3 separate regions of the Zea mays genome follow, and all the other regions are linked to region 1. The links are chromatin contacts, called in public Hi-C maps. All regions are on one chromosome and are shown on one strand. Each heading gives the region's core, a stretch centred on a gene start, on an enhancer-like site or on the middle of the called end of the contact. The rest is flanking DNA. Distances are from core to core; before and after follow the strand shown.

What was found. Hi-C and Micro-C count contacts between places; a contact is called where the count stands out from the background.
Region 2: a Hi-C map of bundle sheath shows a contact between it and region 1, with 2.3 times the contacts expected there. The contact joins the promoter of LOC103629998 here to the promoter of LOC103629994 in region 1. A contact is called at or near these places in 4 of 25 Hi-C or Micro-C datasets (bundle sheath, ear, leaf and 1 more).
Region 3: a contact with region 1 is called in a Hi-C map of root tip, with 5 times the contacts expected there. The contact joins the promoter of LOC100194230 here to the promoter of LOC103629994 in region 1. A contact is called at or near these places in 6 of 25 Hi-C or Micro-C datasets (bundle sheath, ear, leaf and 2 more).

What each region holds. Positions count from the first base shown.
Region 1 is chr6:131,064,450-131,067,179 of Zm-B73-REFERENCE-NAM-5.0, reverse strand. It overlaps LOC103629994 (Embryogenesis transmembrane protein-like), which reads right to left and starts at 1,468. Exons shown (of 1, transcript XM_008651088.2): 1 at 1-1,468. The coding sequence starts at 824.
Region 2 is chr6:131,242,664-131,245,363 of Zm-B73-REFERENCE-NAM-5.0, reverse strand. LOC103629998 reads right to left here and starts at 1,302. Exons shown (of 10, transcript NM_001330571.1): 1 at 1,131-1,302; 2 at 383-868; 3 at 1-181. The coding sequence starts at 731.
Region 3 is chr6:130,865,176-130,867,898 of Zm-B73-REFERENCE-NAM-5.0, reverse strand. LOC100194230 (Adenine nucleotide alpha hydrolase-like superfamily protein) reads right to left here and starts at 1,460. Exons shown (of 4, transcript NM_001359434.1): 1 at 1,069-1,460. The coding sequence starts at 1,357.

The DNA of each region.
Region 1 (2,730 bases), core at 219-2,718:
CTGCCGGGCCAGAACCCACCTGGAGGGTTCAGCCCCGCTGCGTACGTCACCGTCGTTGACAATGTGGCGAGGACCAGTAGCATGCCGCGTTTCTGCTCCAGCTCTTCCGCCTCTTTTTCCTGGACACAAGAAGCATCTGGCATCTGCTCCGGTTCTTCCCTTTTTCGTCGTCCCTCTGGCTCGTCGGTTACGCTCCTGAACACGCGTGCGAGAGTGTCCTTCCAGGACCTCTGGACGCCCATGAGTTTTTGTCGAAGCCATGGAGACGCTAGGTGGCGGAAGAACACGACGTGAAGCGCGACGTACGTGAAGACACCGGCGAGCAGCGCCCAGGTGTACAGGGACGTTCTGATCTCCCTGCAGCTGCCTGCGGCGTAGGCGCCCATGAGCCCGAGCAGGTTGAGCAACATGGCGAGGTGCAGCGAGCGGAGCCAGACTGCATGGCAGCTGAGCCTCCTTACCAGGAGCAGCATCAGGACGATCAGGGACGCCATGAACGCTGTCGAGTTGCAGTAGAAGAATACCTTGTACCGCTTCGGATAGGTGGATTGCAGGACGATGTCGCTGGCAAGATGGCCGTGCTGCTGGTCGTCGTTATTGTCTAGCCAGAGGCCGCCCGGTGGAGCAAGCCCTGCCTGGTAGGTGATGGTTGCAGAAAGGATTGCTAGCAGCATCAAGTACTTCCGCAGCTTCCACACCAGCTCTGCCTCGTCAGCGCCGCTTGGCACTTGGTCTCCTTGTCGCCGTAGTTCGTCCTGCAGATCCACGCTTCTCTCAGCCACATGGCCGTTGTTTCCTGGCTGCAGCTCAACCTCCATGCCCATAGGGCTCGACGAACAAAGGCAAATCGTCGCTGGGTGCCCTAACGCTGAGGATTCTGAACACTTGCTCTATTTGTAGTGTTGCAGGAGTATTTCAGTACTATATGCCAAATCGTCAATATGCTGTGGCCTTGTATGTATCACTGAATGTTAGACTGATGTGTACGTAGACATAAACAGTGGCGTTGGATCCAATGCCACATTTGAAAGGATGTTGTATCCTATATGGTAGGCACTATCAGAATGATAGAAAACTTCGGTTTCCGCCACCAAGAAAGAAAGAAAGAGTGCTTGTTTAAAAAAAGGAAAACAAAACAATGGTGCATTCCATTCAGTCGGTACCCACCTTTATTGAACATAGGAAATGTCTCCTCTTAGGCAGACTATTGTGATTGTAAGTGATTGGCTTTATTCTTTTCTACAACAGTTTTTTTTACCGTCGACCACTTGGGACTTCAAGCCCTACCACCAAGAACGCATCCTTCTTATTTTCTAATGCTGAACTTCTCTTAAAACTCTTAAAAATTAATTTTTATTTTCGGTGGCCTAACTCTGGGCATCGAAAATATGTCTGACCGTCGAAAGTGATGTAAAGTGCTGTTGTGTGTGATGGATTAACATTTAGATGTATTGTGTTGAACTGTAAAAAAGTATACATAATCCTGTGAGTGCAATGACAGTGAGTTTGGGAGTAGGGATATATATGGAATGATTGGTACCGGCTGCGTCAACTTGAGGTCAGGTCCGGTAGATGCAGTCAACGCTTGTTTGGTTGCTTGGACAGTCTTCGTGGCCAAACCGAATTGGTTCCCAAAGCACCTCTCGGCTAGGCCCAACAGGCACGTGGGAGATGACCTTCCCTTCCCTTCCCTCCCAAATCAAGTTGGACTGACGTGGGCACGAGAATTGAGATGTGTTTTTTTAGATTTTATGTTATATCTCTTAATTTATATATATCAAACTAATAAACTGATTCCATCACCGTGGTCATGACATTTTTATCGACAAAACTAGACTACACTTGTTACATAAATTTTACTTTATTTTATTTTTTATTCTATATGCAGCCAACCAAACCTGATCTCTTCCCAGCATGGTTCAGTAAAGAAAAGTAAAACTAACCATGACAAAGTGGTTCGAATGAGCTTGGTTCCAACTCGATCAAGTCTGGCAAGGATCCTAGGTCAAGTCCAGCCAACCACTCCCATACTTCCCACCGGCGTCCATACCAATGGTTGGATTCATCCGTATTCCAGGCCGGATAGAAATTGTTCGGTTACAAATGGATGAAAGGAGAATAAATCTTTTATAGTCTAAATTAAATAGTGGTGAAATTAGGCGGACACGGACGGATAGTACCTCATCCTGTATCTTACCCTAATGTATTTAAAACAGATTTGGCATCAGATACAGATAGTTAGAAACGGGACAGATACGAATAAAGGGACCGGATATTTATTCGGGTGGATAAGTGACGGATACGAATATTATTTGGTTGAATATCGAATACTTGTCGGATAATGTATTAATTGCTTATCATAAAATATCCTTGTTCGACCACAAAATTGCAAATAAATTATAAAGACTAATAAACATTTTATAAGAAGATAACCTCAAGTTGCCACATAAAAATGGTACAGTGAAGTATTAATTATGTTGAAACTTGGATACTTAGAGTGATTTCATATATAACTCACACAATAAGTGGTAATAAAATAGAAGAAACATTGACATCTTGTGGATTTTATGGTGTCATTATTTTTTATGACTATATGTGGTCATATGTTGTATCTTCGTATAATTTCATGAATTTACGAGGCTATTTGTGCATTATTAATTACTTTCTGCATAAAATCATCAAAATATAATTAAATTCATAAAATACACTAGTTTTGTCGGGGACCATAAT
Region 2 (2,700 bases), core at 53-2,552, 180 kb before region 1:
TCATAGATCTCTGGTACTGCTGTGGATACTTCAATAGGAACATTCAGCAAAGAAGATCCTTTCACCAATTCAGTTGATTTGTCTGAATTTGATGCAAGGTCATCTGAGGCCCAATGTGCAGGTGCCGTCGTCTCTTCTTCAGAGTAGTTTTGAGCCAGAGAAACGTTGAGACGAATTTCTCCTACAAAAGCCATCATCAGGAAACAAGCATGTTTTGGGAGTTATCTCTCCTAGTCCTAGTAGCACTACCGCTACACAGAGTATCATCATGTGATATGGGGCGACTAATTAACTGACTAACTAACTAGACGGGAAACAAAAATCACAAATTGAATGAAGTGCAAATAAATAAAACAAGAAAAGTGGCAAGGTGTGTCCTTACCGCAATCCTTGAGCTTGGACTTCTTGCTCTTGGGCTGCAGTTGGTACCACTGCGTTCCGAGCGTGCGGTTGTCGGCGTCGAGCACGGCGGTGAGGGGCAACTTGACCTGGCCGAGGACGTCGGCGGCGAAGTAGCGGTCCTCGTGGAACACGGAGACGAGGAGGTTGTCCCTGAGGTCCCCGACCCGGAAGGCGAACTCCTCGTCCCAGGCGGGGCAGAGCGTCTTGCGCATCACCTTGGTCTTGGCCCGCTGCTTCCCGAGCTGCGCCTTGGCGTAGGGGTCCCGCGTCCCGTCTGCGTCCGTGGGCGGGAGGCCCCGCGCCTCGATGACGCGTACCACCAGCCTCATTTTATTTCCCTAGTGCAAAAAATGGGACGAATCCAGAATCTAGTTTTTGTTACTGTTGCTGTTGCCAAGAAATTCGATTCGATTTGGCGGCGTCACTAGGTCTCCTCCGATCGAATCAGATCCTCTTCTTACTGCTGCTGCTCACATGGGATTAAAAAACCAATGGAAGACGAAGTATCAGGAGGATCGACAGAGCGATATTGCCGACTGCTGGCCGGGGACCAAGAACGCAGGAGGCAGAAAGAATCTCAGACGAAAACAGTCTAAATATCGCCAAGCATGAATCCGGGAGAGAAGAGAAGGACGTGCAAGAAGACTTGATAAGAAGGCAGCAGCGCAAACACACACAAAGAAAATGGGAAAAAAACACCTCCCTCCTGGAAACCAGTAAGAACGAACCGCGTGTGTTGTGGGCGATTGACTCGCTGGGAGGGAGGTCCAGGGGCGGCGGAGGGAGGAGGTGGTGGATGGGAGGTTCGGCTCAGGCAATGAAGGCCTGGATTGGATGGAGGGAAAAGGGGGGTGCGGAAGGAGGAGACGGGGCGAGTCCACCCCGCGTCGCATTTGTCGCTGCTGACTTTCAAACGAACCGCCCCCGTCGGTCAGGATCAGGTCCGTCCAATCGTTCGTCTCGTCCGTTTGAGCCTGGCCTGGGAGCTTGGAGGCAAATGGCAGGAGGTCAGCCAAGCCATCCCATACAGGAGGATATATCATGTGCAATTAATTATTCGGTACAAACGTGTAATTAAACCATTCAGTTTAAGATATTATATGGAAAAAGTTAAATATAAAATAGATAACAGTCGGTTACTCGTGCGTTGCGATGGCTCACAACAATATCCAAGTAAATTATCCATAAAAAATATATCAAGATTTTTATTGATTATCTTCGCTCTTCGCATAATATTTTTATGAACGCACGGGTACCATAGGTAGCAAATCAGAGACTCATCTCTCGCCTCCTCCACTTCTAAGGTTTCGTAGAGCAGGAGGGGAAGGTAAGAGGCAGACATACCTGTTCGTTGCTGGAGAATGACATGACGAAGACCTAGGTATCTGGAGGCGACATAGATAGTATACCGCTAGATATATAGGGAGAGAGCACACAAGCGGAGACAAAAACCAAGCCGGAGCAACTCCAAACCGAGAGGCACCCGCACCCGGCGTCAATCCGAGAAAAGCTAGAGAATGCGAGTGTCTTCCAGCCCTGGACCTGCCAAAGTGACACAACACCACCACCAACTTCGTAGCATATGCCGATTGCTGCCACGTTACAGGACTTGGTTGTCCAATATCTCAGACCTGGACTCCTCGTCTCCAAGATAACCTAAGCGTGGCAGGCGCCACCATGTCCTCCTCGACGGCACGCACAGAGAAAGGCCAGGAGCATGACTGACTCGCCTCGTACTGAAAGGGAAATGTGCCCTTGGGCCATTTCTAAGTATTTTGGTGATTGAGTGCCAACACAAGTGGACTTATGTTGATCTATGCAAAGTGATGGACAAAGTGCAAATCAAGTAAAAAGGTATATTTCTAAGACTTAGTACATTGTTTTGGAGACTAATGTATTGTGTCTAAGTGCTGGAAACAGGAGAAATCAAGTTGGAAAAGAAGATGGCTTTGTTCAGCCAAAGACAGCTCGGTATGGGTGCACCGGACAGTGTCCGGTGCGCCAGGCCGGCGTCTGTCATCTGGCTGCTCTCGGGAAGCAATTAACGGCGTACGGACTGTCCGGTGAGCCAACAGTCGGTCGGGCCAACGGTCGGTCGCGTAATCCGCGCGCGACGCGTGGCAGAGCCAACGGTCAGAAGGGGGCACCGGACTGTCCGATGTGCACCGGACAGTGTCCGGTGTGTGACACCCCAGTGTCACCTAGGGTTTATCTCAAATGTCAAACCAAGAACCATTATTTCATGTGAATCAAAGTAAGCATGAGCATCAAATTAACCTAAGTAAGAAAGAATTCACC
Region 3 (2,723 bases), core at 211-2,710, 200 kb after region 1:
AATCCAGTTACCCATGAATTTGATGAAATTGGAAAAAATTAAGAATAAATTTGACTTGGTTGGGATTTAAACTCACACAATCTCACTCAATCCATATGGATTGAGAGCTAACCGAACAAACCCTTAAACTGAATGTTGCTTAAATATATATAGTCAGACGCAGCATATGGGCAGTAAGTAACACATTCAGAAACCTGCTTTTTTTTTTCTTTGGCATTCCAGTATTCCTGTACGCTGTATATATATGGTCCACGAATCTCGTTGGCACTCGCTGTCAGGATCTCAAATAATGAATGCATATTATCTTTATTCCGAGTGCTTCACCCAGGTGAGGTGAGGTCTGATGGAACCGCCCACAGGACAGGACTCTGATTAAAACCCAAGTGTTTCGATGGAAACAGCTTGATTAGAAGTAGAACCCAATAATTTCACGGGATGATCAAACAGATCCCATTATTACTACTGGTTTGCCAAAGAAAACATAGAAAGAAAAATACTCCTACAATTAGGAGCCACAGGACCTACCTAACACCATGCTGATATGATGTGTGGCTTTGTTCGCGTCTCCGACGACTCCTAGGCTAGCTAGGCTACGAGGTCAGCATCAACGGCTTGGAATTTTGCTGTTGCAGATCTGCGACGGGGCTAAACCCAATGTAATTTACAAAAGCCTCCATGAAGAAAATTCCGGCTTTAATTTGTGAGGACGACACCTTTGAAAGTTTCAACCACGCGAGCAAAAAAAAAAACTAGTCCGGACGTGAGGCCACATCTTTTATCGCTTGGAAACAAGGCTTCGTTTGCAAATTACAGCGTTAGTTGTTTCGATGTTGAGGTTGGGCTTGAGGAAACATTGGGCTAGAATTTCGGATCGAGGAAGCAGTTTGATCTGGATCCCCAGTCAGGGAACACTACTGATCAGTACACGCAACAATCTGAATTATTCTAGTGATGAAGTTATAATCATCAATCGTAAATCAGTAGTACGACATGTTATTTAGTAGAAGAAACGAAGATGATGAGGCAGAAGCAGAAGAGGGGAGAGAGACCAAGCAGTAGTAGGCTCACATGGGGTGGGTATGCTGGTGACGACGGGGAAGACGTGGACGAGGTAGACGAAGCTGCGCGGCTTGGCGAGGCGGCGCAGCGCCCAGGACAGAGCCGCCATGCTGGAGCCGCCGCTGCCGACCGCCACGTACACGTCGTCGGCGACCGGGACGCTCCGCGGCGGTCTTCCGTCATCCGGCTCCAGCTCCTCTATCTCCCACGTGCTGCTGCCGCCGCCGCCAACACCGTTGGTGTGGCTCGGCAGGCTACCGGCGTCCTGGTCGACGCCACCGCCACCGGCCTCTGCCATGCACGCGCGCGCGCCTTGGATTAACCCGGCCGCCGGGCCCTGGCCAGGTGAGGACGTGAGGTAGAGGGATGTGAAGACGATCGAGCAGGAGCAGGAGTCGTCGTCTGGCGCGTGGTGCCGGTGTGTGTACGGCCGTGCTGGACGAAGATATATATATTTGGTCGTCTGGGGCTCTGGGCTGGGATGTTATTCTTGTGATATTTTCGAGGTATATACTGTTGTTCTTGTTCGGTCGCTGGGTCCTGCAGCTAGCAAAGGTTTGTACACAAATTCTGCTGGCTGCGCTGGTAATGTGTTCATCTGTGAAATGGTAATCTGATCCTACTGATATTATGATGAGCAACTTCAAAAGAACACTAAAAATTTATTTCCTAAAGCGTTTTATTGAGGTTGTTGTTAAAAAATTCCTAAAAAAACTGAACCTACAACAGACTGCTCATAAACAATCCCTAAGACTACCTTCAGCAACAATCCCTAAGACTACCTTCAGCAGCTTACTCATACTCATATTCAAACAAACTCTGCGAACAGTACACTCTATAGTGCAGATCATACTTTTGAAACAACTAGTATCCGATCTTTACTAGCAAGGCCAGCTTGCCTAGGCACAAGCACAACACACTTGTAACAGATTGGGCGATTGTCCTCCATCTCCACCGTACCAAAAGATGTCCTCGCTCATGCAGTTGATGACTGGTACAAAGAAATGGATGGTTTATTAGTTCTGACGCTGGGGCACGTAGAATATATATATAGGAACATCGCCCATTGTGTTAAGAATAGTAATAGTAATGCATGCACATATATATATTTACACATAGATGATGATGATTGATTGATTGTGCAAGGCGTGGACCGGGAGTGGAATATGCTCGCGGATCAGGCTGTGGCATGGCACCACACGGCATCGTTGAACCGTTCGCCGGACACCTCGCCGAGGCAGCCTGCGTAGCATACCTGGGCTGTATTCTTAGCCAACGCACCAATGGGCTGTGTTGTGTTTCTGGATGAGGCCCTGGCGGGACCTACTTCTTGTTTGTTCGGGGTCGGTACAGGCCCAATGGGCTCTGAGGAGTGGGCTTGTTCTATACGCGTTGTACTACACAGACCGCTAGCTTTTGGGCCCTCTCCAGCCTCCTATGTGCCCGCCCTTGGGACAGACTTGCGCGGCATTCTTGTCCTAGCTGCTATATTTATGATAAAAGCCAATTACTAAACCTCTTTATCCTACGTACGTCTAGACCATTACAGTTATCGTTAGCATAAAAAAATGAGCGTCGTTATAGTTAGTAATTCAGAATTTTTACAATGTGGCTTTTGATGTGCTTTGTTACATTAAAAAATACTCAATGACAAAACATGATTT